3 separate regions of the Mus musculus genome follow, and regions 2 and 3 are each linked to region 1. The links are chromatin contacts, called in public HiChIP or PLAC-seq maps. All regions are on one chromosome and are shown on one strand. Each heading gives the region's core, a stretch centred on a gene start, on an enhancer-like site or on the middle of the called end of the contact. The rest is flanking DNA. Distances are from core to core; before and after follow the strand shown.

Region 1 (3,410 bases), core at 644-3,143:
CGGGAGGCAGAGGCAGGCGGATTTCTGAGTTCGAGGCCAGCCTGGTCTACAAAGTGAGTTCCAGGACAGCCAGGGCTATACAGAGAAACCCTGTCTCAAAAAACAAACAAAAAAGTCGCATTACCTACTCTGGTAGCTTGGGCCTATAATTCCAATTACTTGGAGGCTTAGGCAAAAGAACCACAAGTTTAAGGATACCATGGGGAACTTGGTGAGACATTATTATTATTATTATCATCATCATCTATTATTCAAATGGGAGAAAGGTAAGGAAAGGACTATAAATAAAGACCTACCAGAGTAAAAAGAGAGATGAAGTCAGTGAAAACCTGAAGAAGTCTGACAGCTCCCAAATGTTGACAGTGTCCTTTCTCCCCATTAGGTGCTGCAGAGCTTCAAGATAATGGACTACAGCCTGTTGATGTCCATCCACAACATGGACCATGCACAGAGGGAGCCCACGAGCAATGACACACAGTACTCGGCTGACACGCGCAGACCAGCCCCACAGAAGGCGCTCTATTCCACAGCTATGGAATCCATCCAGGGCGAGGCTCGACGGGGCGGCACTGTGGAGACTGAGGACCAGTGAGTGGGCTTGGAAGCAGCAGCTGCTCACAGCACTGATGCTCATGGAGCCATTGACTTTAAAAGAATAGAAGAGGGAAAAAAAGTGTCCAAGTTTGTAGTGCACTGGGGAGAGCTCTCTAGGATGAAAAGATTGAGAGTGTTGTTTAGATCTAGAAGCTTAGGTGCGCACTATACATCTCATTCAGTTGTATTACGGCATATCACAGGCTTTCCTGCCAAAGGCCTCTCTCTCACTGTCTTGGGTTTGTCCAGTGGTTACAGTTACTAAAAGTTTCAGATGGTTTCATGTTTTAGATGTCTTACAACATGACTGCCAAGGAAAGTGTCTTAATGGGGACAAATTAAGATACCCAAGTAACAGCATGTTTGCTTTTATAGGGGGACTGCTCCAAAATTGCTGTGTAGTGGTGATTTTAGTCTTGATGGAGCTCTGTGGGAGAAGTACAGGAGGTTCTATGCATGCTCAGAGGGGCATAGTCTGGGGGATGAGGCAGCTGTTTAGTTCTTAGCTCCATGTCCAGATTCGGCTGACGTTAGAAGTCTCTCCCTGTAGTAAACACATTTTTCTAACTCTTTTCCTTTGCTTCTCCAGCATGGGTGGCATCCCTGCCCGGAATAACAAAGGAGAAAGGCTCCTGCTTTATATTGGCATCATTGATATTCTTCAGTCCTACAGGTGAGGGCATGTGGGTCACAGATTAGGACAGAGAGGACATGGCTAGCCACTCACGGCTTTTCCTTTTATTGATTTATTTATTTTTTTCATTTTGGGAATATGTTTTGCATTTTGCCTATATATATATATATATATATATATATATATATATATATATATATATATATATGTGTGTGTGTGTGTATGTATGTATGTATATATATATATATATGTACCACTCTAATGTCTGGTGCTTGTGGCGTGTAGAGAAAGGTGTTGAATCCCCTAGGACTGGAGTAAAGGTGGCTGTGAGCTACCTGTGGGTGCTGGGAACTGACCTAGATCCTCTCTCTTCAAGAGCAGCAAGTGCTCTTAACTGCTGAGCCACCTCTCCAGTCCTGGTACTCACTCTGTAGACCAGGCTGGCCTTGAACTCAGAAATCGCCTGCCTCTGCCTCCCAAGTGCTGGGATCAAAGGCATGCGCCACCACACCCAGCTCCCCACGTACTTCTTTATAAAGTTCCTCATGATGCAAGAACCCTGAGTCACGGTCTGGTGACCCATGGATTTTAGGTGGGTTTATTCCTCTTCGGCATGACGTGTCCTCTGTGGAATGCTTGGTCTGTCCTCAGGAGCACAGGGTGGAGCACTCCCTCTGCCTTGACTTTCGGGAGAAACCTTTGGGCTGAGTCATGCTCCACATAAGGAGATAGCTAGAGGCACATTCTCGTTTCCACAGGAAAATGAGATCTGTGTTATGTGAAAACCGCCTGTGGAAGATAGCGGCTGTGACGTGCTGGGAGGAGGAGCTGGAAATGCTAGGCTCTGTTCTATTCCGAACACATTTTCAGTACTGACGCAGACCGAATCTTTAATATTTAATTTACTGATTATTATCTAACTAAAACTTTTTTTTACATTTATTTGCTTATTGTATATGTTTGTGAACATTTATACTATAGCCAGCACGTGGAGGTCAGAGGACAGCTGTGGGGATTGGTTCAGGTCATCAGACTTGGTGGCAAGCGCCTTTACCCACTGAGCCATCTCACCAGACCTCTTACGCAAGTGTGGCTATACTTTCCCAGCTTTTTCCGCCTGTTCCTCCAGCTGCCTTTTCTCTCTTGGTTTGTGGTTTGTCCTGGTTTTGTTTTTGTTTTTTAGACAAGGTCTCCCATTGTAGCTCTGGCAGAGCTGGAGCTCATGGTGTGCTTGGTGACAGGCGTGTGTCCCTGTGCTTACTCAGCCTTCTCTAGCAGTTGAACCCAGGGCCTCAGACATTTGCTAGTTTTCCCTGACTCGTCAGGGAATTAGAAGCTGCCCTTCCCCCTGGCAGAATCATTGACTTAGCTAGAAGCAGCATTGGTCTCTGTGGACTAAGTACTACCTTGCCAGTTCTCTTGAAAGCCTATATATACAGTGGATGTGTTTATCTGTTGAAGGTTTTCTGTTATCATGGTCTTTTTAAGGTCTCTAAAATAAATAATTATTATAGTCTTTCACATAAAAAACCAGTGTGTGATACACATTTTTCTTGGCAGGTTTGTTAAGAAGTTGGAGCACTCTTGGAAAGCACTGGTCCATGATGGGGTGAGTGTAATGTCAGCTGAAGGCCTTCTTCCCACTTCTCCATTTTTTGCCATTTGTCCCCTCAGCAGTTTCTTCCTTTTTTTTTTTTTTTTTTTTTCATTTATGGGTTTTACCCCTCTGGTAGGGTTTCAATCTAAGAGAACAAGCTTTTTAACAACACAGCCTTCTGCTGGGCCTCTTTTTCTCTGTAGTTGTGTCTCCTATTCAAAAGACATGGCCTCTTTCCTGCTGGGCCTCTATTTAACCCTGTAGCCGTATCTTTGCTGGGCCTCTGTTAAGCCTGTAGCTATGTCTCCTCTTCAACAGGATACGGTGTCAGTGCATCGTCCAGGCTTCTATGCTGAGCGGTTCCAGCGTTTCATGTGCAACACAGTGTTCAAGAAGATTCCCTGTAAGTGGCTTCTACCAGATGATCCCCCAGTGGCTCCCTTCCCCCAAGACATGGGGGGCAAGACACCTCTGTCAGGGAGCTGCCAAGGCCAGAGGCCTCTCCTGCTCTGCCTACATCCTGTGAGCGCTGCTTCTCGTCCTTGTGTCAGTCACTGTCTGTCCCAGTGTTTCCGCGTTGCTGCT
Region 2 (3,824 bases), core at 1,045-3,544, 150 kb before region 1:
TGGAGAGCGCCTATTGCCAGCATCCACTCTGTCGACCTGGACTTGCTTTAAGGCCAAGATCTCTCTCCCACCCCGTACCTTCATTATCTTCCCTCTTAAGTCCCTTCCTCTCTAAGCCTTCCACTTTAATCTTGTTCTCTTCCCTCTATTGTGCTGGTGGTGCTGATGAATCTGCCAATTGAATTGTAGGTTTGTATGTATGTACGTACTTATTTATCTATCTATATTTATTTATTTATTTATTTATCTGCCTACTCCGTTTCTCTCAAAAGCCCTCTAGGCACAAAGTCAAGGGTTTAATCAATGGAGTACTAGATCATAGGATTTCCTCCCGTCAGCCCGGAGAATATTAACTAATCCCAGAAAAGAATCACCCTTATTTGAGGCACCACAGAGAGGTACAGTTGTGCAAAATGGGAGACCAATTATTTTGTTTGTTTGTTACATTTTAATCAACTTCAAAGATTACTTGAGCCTCCCTAATGTCCTCTACCAGGCCAGTAAGCAAATACTGCTTCAAGAAGTAATGAGAACCTGGAAGTTTTGAGACACTTTCTACAAAACAGGATTTCTAAAAGGCTAAGATAAGAAATGCTGCTGCTGCTTACAATGCATTCTCTTCCCCAGAAACACGCAGGCAGTTAAAGGTGGGAAACAAAGGAGTGGGATGAGGAAAAACATCGCACCGTTTCAGAGGTAGCTCCTTTAATATCCAGCTCTGCTTCCAGCTGTGGGTAGAAATGCTCAGAAAATCAGATTTGAGTCTTCACAGGGAAACTTCACTATGAGGATAATTCCTAAAAGACAAAAGATGTATCTGATCTAAAGAAACACCAGAGTATTATTAGGGGAATTTATATAAAATTGTGATTTTGTCATGGAACAGGCAGATGTTTTGGTCCTAAGTATTTTAGCTTTGCCTTTCTGTAGTTGCAGTATGTGATAGGAATCAGTGATTCCTGACACAGTTCTTTGGCCGCCATAAGACCGTGAAGTAAGCAGTTATGTTCAGACCCTACCCGTCCCCATTCCTTCCAAAGCTATTGCAGATGAATTGCGGAGCTGTTTATTCATTTATGGAATAAAGACGTTAAATCCTAAGTCTGGGGCTTAGTTTTTTCCATTCCAATGAAGTACTACAGATTTTACTCACACTTCCGAATCCAGCTTTCCCTTTTATCTTTTTTTCTTTCTTTTTTTTTTTAAGTGAAGCTTTTCTTTTTATTTTAAAAAGATTTACTATACTATATATGAGTACACTGTTGCACTCTTCAGACACACCAGAAGAGGGCATTGGGTCCCATTACAAGTGAGCCAACATGTGGTTGGTGGGGATTGAACTCAGGACCTCTGGAAGAGCAGTCAGTGCTCTTAACCACTGAGTCATCTCTCCAGCGCTTCCTTCTGTCTGTCTAATATTTGACTTTGAAGAACAATTTAGGATTTGGACATAGCTCAATGGTAGAAGGGCTTGCCAAGCATCTACAAGGCCCTGCTAGGGTTCCCCTGTAAGCAGCCAGTGCTCAGAGATTAGCCACGCCCCCCAGCCCATTATTAACTTTTAAATTTGTGTGGTTTTCTTCGGAGGCGGGCCTTGAACTCAGAGAAATCCACCTGACTCTGCTGGACTCTGCTAGGGTGGGCCTAGCACTTTGGTATTAAATTAGGAGACCTGTGCCTCCTGCTGTGATCAAAGGCGTGTTTGTTATTATTACTGATTTTAATTTTTAGTGTGCATTGGTGTTTTGCCTAAATGTATGCTTGCTTGTGTGAGGGTGTCAGATCTTGGAGTTAAAGGCAGTTGTAAGCTGCAATGTGGGTGCTGGGAATTGAACTGGGGTCTCCTAAGGCATTGCTCCAGCGTCCTGTTATTGATTTTTGAAAGGTTTTCTCCGAGCTTTCTCTCGGTCCTTATATCAGTTAAAATGGTGAACAGAAACCAAGATAGACTGGTAAATGAAAGACATGCAATTTCATGTCCCATCCTATTCTAGTCTTCCCCCCAAAAGTTCAGGGGTTCTTTCCTGACCTATATTCAGGACACTGGGAAAGTGTCCGGTCAGACAGGAGTGCATAACCAGAAGGTCCCGAATAGCGGAAGCAAGATTCTCCCCCAACCCTCAAGTTAGCCCGGCGTTGAACCAGCAGGAAGGTAGAGTGCGGACGCCAACACGCACCAGTAACCAGTTCCTCCGAGCGCTGCACTGGTTGGCGCCAAAACTACCATCTGCGTCCGTCCCCTGCCGGAACTATCCCTCACGTAAGCCACGTAATCGGTGATCCTGCGCCTCGCTAAGTAGTCCCGCTCAGGATGCCCGCGGTATACGTTTTTCCAGCTCACGAGGTCCTCAGTAGGAAGGAGTCGGACTCAGAGGTGCGTTGAGGTCCTGAGAGAAGGGCAAAGTGGCTCCGCTAACCCATTTCCTTCAGATTCCTCCGCCAGGACGTATAGTCACAGCGCCTTCACTTCCGGGTCCGCCATTTTATTGCCTCCATTTCTCCGTGAGGGGGGGTAAGGGCCCCCCCAAATATGCATATGTGAAAAGGCCGAAAAGTGAGGCCGCTGGCAAGGAGTCTTAACTAGAGAAAGAAACGGGACCAAACTGGCGGGCCCAGTGAGAGCGAAGCCGGCAGCGCTCCGGAATAGGTGAGGGGGAAAGGACACGCAGGGTTCCGGAGCTTCCGAACTGCGATGCAAGGGGCAGTGATAAGTGGCCGGCCCAGCCCGGCCAGGACCTGTGGGCGCCGGCCTGCACACTGCCGGAGCGGGGGTGGCGGCGGGGGGGAGAGGGACCAAGAGGAAGGGGATGCTGTCGGGAGGAAGGGGAGGGGACTGGGAGGTGAAGGGGGTGGGTGGAAGACCTGGGGCTGGGGAGCTGGACTCCGGGAAGCCAAGGCCACATGGGGTGACCACGAGGGGGCGGTGTGGCGCAGGAGTCCGGGCTGCCACTACAGACTGGGGCTCCCACTTGCAAGTTGGCGCCCCTGAGTTTGGCAGAGTGCTGATGTCAAAAACTGAGGGATATGTGACTAGGGAGGAAGTGGGAACTGGACTTTTCAAGGTCCAGTAATAACGTGAAACTTTAGTAAGTTCATAATGTGAACAAGAGCAGTCATGGACTTATATCCAGTTCTCAACACAGATGCTTGTACAGCTGGCCTCCCAGTGGGAATGTGTGGGGGGTGAGGGGGGGGAGAAAAAGAAAAAAAAGTACAGACCGAGAATTCTTCAATTGCTTTCTTTCTTAGCGTGCACCTCTTGTCACAGATTTCCTCCAGGAATTCTGCTGTCTCCCTCTTCCTATAAAGGATTTTCTCTAGTTTCCAATCCAATATTTGGGTCTTACTATGTAGTTTGGATTGGCTGCCTCACAGCGATTCTCTAACCTTAGCCCCTGGAGTGTTGGAATTACTGAGGTGAGCCATGTTTTTTGTACATGCTTTGCAAAGAACAAACCACCACACCCAAATGATAAACAAAAGTTATTATTCTTTGGTAATGGGCTGCTTTGTCAAGTGCTCAGGCACTCCATGGTTATTAAAATATTTATTGAAAGTTCTGAACACTAAGTACTCAGTGCTTGAGAAGAGGAGAGAGAAAGATCCAGGTGTTCAAGGCCAGCCTGTGCTACTTGACCCAGAAAGGTCTCCTGGTCTTGTTTTGTATTTTATTGGCTTCCTATTCCTAGGAGGCAGGGTTGGGAGTATAGCTCAGAGGCAAGTGTGAATGTAGCATGCCTGTGGCCCTGGATTCAACTCCTAGCACAGAGGGACTAGGAAGAGAATTTAGAAAAATCTTAGGATACACACTAGACAAACGCTCA
Region 3 (3,605 bases), core at 1,081-3,580, 220 kb before region 1:
TTGTGAAGCCCCTTCCTCAGGCTGGAGGAGTCCAGGGTTAGGATATATGCTTAGCACGTACAAGGCCCCAGATCTGACAACCAGCAGCACCCCCCCACACACACACACACACAAGTTGAAGCCAGGCTTGGCAATGCATGTCTGTAGTCCTGGTACTTGGACCCTGGAGGCAGAAGGATCAGAGGTTCAAAAATCATCCTCAGCTCCAAAGCCAGCCGGAGCTAAGAGCCCCTGCTGCACCCCAGTCCTCACAATTGAGCTACAAACCCTTCCTTAAAGCCTGGCTATATTTATTCAGTCATCCAACAGAGCAAGAGTGCACATCTGTAATCTGGGCTCTCAGGAGGTTGGCACAGGAAGGTCAGGAGTTTGAGACTAGCCTGAGCTATGTAGTGATTTCACGGCCATCCTGAACTACATGAAACCTTATATCAAAAAGGAAAAAAAAAAAAAGGTTTCTTTTTTTTCTCTCTCTCTCTGTATTACACAAAACTACAACAATAATAAGCCTACTCCACTGTCCCTCCCTCCATAAGAGATCTACAAGGAAAGGGGCTATCACCATTACCTTCTGTCACGAGGTTGGAGTCACTAGAGTGTTTACAGGTGATGATCTTCTCTACCAGCTGGTTGTAACTCAGTTTCCCAACAGCACTCACAGCCTCGGGACTCTGGGGAGTAGAATGGGGTACAGCAAATATAAACTTTTTTTTAAAAGGAAGGAAATGAACCAAACCCACTGGACTGTGGCTCTCATGATCAAAGGTTTCTGAACTTTTTGAACTTTTGATGTCCAAAGACCCGATCTTGATCTTATTTGTGTGTGCTTCCCCCCCCCCCCTGGGATGTGACTCCGCCCAACATTAGAATCCAAGGAATCCTGGGTCATCTCAATCTCCAAATCCTACCCCTCCTCCAGCCTCCCCTTCCCAGATGCCCCAGCCTGCCCCAAACCCTTTTTGCTTTATTCATGCCAGCTTGGCCAAGATTCACCAGGGCCTGCTGTCCTCACCTGTGGATCCACCAGCCAGCCATGGTATAGAGGTATTCCCAGCAAGTCAAAGATGCTGCATTCCGGCGTATACTCAAAGTCGGAGACGCCCGTGAATCGCACATTGACGTCCAGACCTGTGGCCAGTTTCGGGAGCACCGTCATTGCATCGTCCACATTCTGGTGGGAGAAAAGACAAGATGGCTGGTCTAGCCTTCCCTCCCTGCCACCCACCATCCCATGTTTCATGTCTGGCTTTCTTACAAACCGTTTGTTTCATCCACCTCTTACCTCAAACCCCCTTTTGTGAGACAGAGCCCTGGCTGTATTGAAACTCACTCTGTAGACCAGGCTGGCCTTGAACTCACAGACATCTACCTCTCTCTGCTTCCCAAGTGCTGTAATTAAAGGCACACATCACTATACATCACTATGCTGGGCTGCCTTAATCCTCTTTATCAAATAAAAAAATGAATGTCTTTTTTTTTTTTTTTTCATGACAGAGAGATGTTGTTCTTCACTAAGAAGGTACCAAGATGAGAAATTAACCACAATAACTTCTCAATGGGTCTAGGGTCCCCTTGCAAGCCCACAGACCCCATGTCTACTGCCCTTCACACAGAAAGGGTTTTCAGTAGGTCCAGGGTCCCCTTGGACGGCTGCAGACCTCATCAACTGCCCTTCAGCCACAAGGACTTCTCAGTAGGTCCTGGGTCCCCTTGCAAGGCTGCAGAACTCATCCACTGCCCTCTTGCCTCACCTGCTGAAAGTTAAGTTGAAGGCCCTCAGACTTCTCTTGGGGTTTGATGGACAGAAGGCAGTTTCCTGTAAGACAGGAAACTCATCAGCCTACCCTAGCCTGCCAATCGTCCCCAAAACTCAGCTGCCCCCTCTTCTGGAGAAGGACCATGGATTTTCAAACTCCAATCCAGAATTTTAATTTCTCAGAGGAATAAATAGGCTTATAGAGGTGAAAGACCCACCCAATTCAATGCTACAGTGCTTCCTAGGATGGTCAAGTCCTACATTTGATCCCAGCACCAGTGATTGTGGTGGGCGGGGTAGTGACTCCAGGCAGAACTGGCTGGTGCTTTAACTGAAAAATTCTCAACCTTTGATCTTTGCTTTTTATACTTCAGCTTTACAGAAAAGACTCGGACTCGTCCTTAACCTCAATCCCACATCAGAGCTCCACCTGAGGGTTCCCCCTTACTACATCACTCACCAAGGTGTGTCAGGAGCTCATCTGATGTGATCACTTCCTTCTGAGGGGGCAGCTTCACCTGAAGAGGGAAGGGTGGTCACATGTGAGCTTTTACTACCAGCAGTGAAGAAGGAACACAAAGCAAGAGGCCGGGTCCAAGCTAGGCGTGGCGGCTCACCACTGTAATCCCAATACTGAGGAAGCTGAGGCAGGAGGAGTGAGGCCAACCTGGCCTACAGTGTAAGACCTTGTCTCAAAACCTCAAAAAAGCACGAGTGTGGTGGCGCACATCTTTAATCCCAGCACTAGGGAGGCCGAGGCAGGTGGATCTCTATAGGAGTGTGAGACCAGCTTGGTCTATGTAGTGAGTTTAAGCCAGTTCAGGCTACAAAGGGAGACAAAACAAAAACAAAAAGTAAATAAACAAAGGAAACAAGAAAGATAGAGACAGAAAGAGAGAGCCCATGCTGAGAGATGTTTGATCACACCATGAACCCCAGAAGAAGAGAGAGCTATTGCTGTGGGATATTGATTACACTGTGATCCTAGAGAGCGTGGATACTGGGAAAACCTGTTTCCAGCTGTGGTGAGGTTCAACCTTAGCCTGCATTTTAAATCAAGAGCATTCTGTTTGAATATTGTAAACAGAATTAAACAAAGTCAACCATAGGTCAAGAGGAGGGGCAAGCAACCAGGTGGCAGGAAATGGATTATTTCCTGGAAAGTAAGAGGGAGTCAGGAGAGCCAAGAGAGAGATGCACAGGAAGTACAAGGGAGGGACATTCAGCTTGACGGGCAGTGGGAGAGAGGGGCGCTGCTGCTGGGACATCCATCAGCTGAGGAGGAAGGTCAATGTTGCTTTCTCCACCCCAGCATCCGGTACCTGAGTCTTCATTGGTAAAACCCAATGATTGAGATTTTGTTAAAACAACAATCCGACGGTGGAACAGAATGGGGAAAAGGAGCTTAAAGCTGGGGCGAGGGAAGAAACGGGGCATGCTGCCAGGCATTCCCAGAGTGAGAGAGCAGGGGACACGGGTGCACCTAAGAGTGATCTGGAAATTTAAAACTGGCTTGAGAGAAATCCGGATGGTGGAGAGGGTCACAGGGAGCACTTCCTTACCTCACGCCTTCTATGAGGCGCCTCCTACTGTTAGAGACATAGGTGAAAACATTCTGTGTGACTTAGAATAATGTAATTCTCGCAAGATACAGATCTAGTCACAAGACAGGCTCTGACATACTAACGAACCAGCCCCACAACAACATTGACTTCTCAGTGAATACAACAAAACTAATGTCCACTGGAATAAGATTAATAAAAAAAATCAGACACATTATCCTACTCCAGGGACATGGCATCCCCAGGCTCTGTGTTGATACCGTTAGACAAGCCTCTGTGTGACTCTG

Evidence for each region. HiChIP or PLAC-seq counts read pairs in DNA pulled down with a chosen protein or histone mark.
Region 2: a contact with region 1 is called in a FOXA1 HiChIP or PLAC-seq map of pancreatic cancer cells. The contact joins the promoter of Gabpb2 here to the enhancer-like site in region 1. A contact is called at or near these places in 9 of 39 promoter capture datasets (the 3T3-L1 cell line, the C10 cell line, the HPC-7 cell line and 4 more), 1 of 15 datasets of contacts at CTCF or cohesin (embryonic stem cells), 14 of 484 Hi-C or Micro-C datasets (CD4 T cells, the G1E-ER4 cell line, Th1 cells and 8 more), 13 of 115 datasets of contacts at active chromatin or transcription factors (the 230-238 cell line, acute myeloid leukemia, cardiomyocytes and 7 more) and 2 of 9 other capture datasets (adipose tissue and liver).
Region 3: an H3K27ac HiChIP or PLAC-seq map of embryonic stem cells shows a contact between it and region 1, with 5 read pairs. The contact joins two enhancer-like sites. A contact is called at or near these places in 1 of 39 promoter capture datasets (pre-B cells), 5 of 484 Hi-C or Micro-C datasets (the G1E-ER4 cell line, LSK cells, Th1 cells and 2 more), 7 of 115 datasets of contacts at active chromatin or transcription factors (the SCID.adh cell line, bone marrow-derived macrophages, embryonic stem cells and 4 more) and 2 of 9 other capture datasets (adipose tissue and liver).

What each region holds. Positions count from the first base shown.
Region 1 is chr3:95,065,239-95,068,648 of GRCm38.p6, reverse strand. Pip5k1a (phosphatidylinositol-4-phosphate 5-kinase, type 1 alpha) reads left to right here. Exons shown (of 15, transcript NM_008847.3): 8 at 383-588; 9 at 1,184-1,267; 10 at 2,789-2,837; 11 at 3,144-3,228. Among named protein-coding and RNA genes, the nearest start is that of Gm24920, 24 kb to the left of the region's middle. Within about 2 kb of position 1,893, at least 93 of the 459 cell types and tissues checked have an H3K27ac peak or open chromatin away from gene starts, as enhancers often do. A contact at or near this core is called in acute myeloid leukemia, adipose tissue, bone marrow-derived macrophages and 5 more, where this site is marked.
Region 2 is chr3:95,216,412-95,220,235 of GRCm38.p6, reverse strand. It overlaps Gabpb2 (GA repeat binding protein, beta 2), which reads left to right and starts at 2,294. Exons shown (of 10, transcript NM_029885.1): 1 at 2,294-2,647. Mllt11 (myeloid/lymphoid or mixed-lineage leukemia; translocated to, 11) reads left to right here. Exons shown (of 2, transcript NM_019914.4): 2 at 1-1,692. The coding sequence ends at 51. Gm16740 (predicted gene, 16740) reads right to left here and starts at 2,779. Exons shown (of 4, transcript NR_108026.1): 1 at 2,178-2,779; 2 at 687-797.
Region 3 is chr3:95,289,691-95,293,295 of GRCm38.p6, reverse strand. Mindy1 (MINDY lysine 48 deubiquitinase 1) reads right to left here. Exons shown (of 10, transcript NM_199475.1): 3 at 2,217-2,274; 4 at 1,752-1,816; 5 at 1,013-1,171; 6 at 569-671. Among named protein-coding and RNA genes, the nearest start is that of Mindy1, 8.6 kb to the right of the region's middle. Within about 2 kb of position 2,330, at least 13 of the 459 cell types and tissues checked have an H3K27ac peak or open chromatin away from gene starts, as enhancers often do. A contact at or near this core is called in embryonic stem cells, where this site is marked.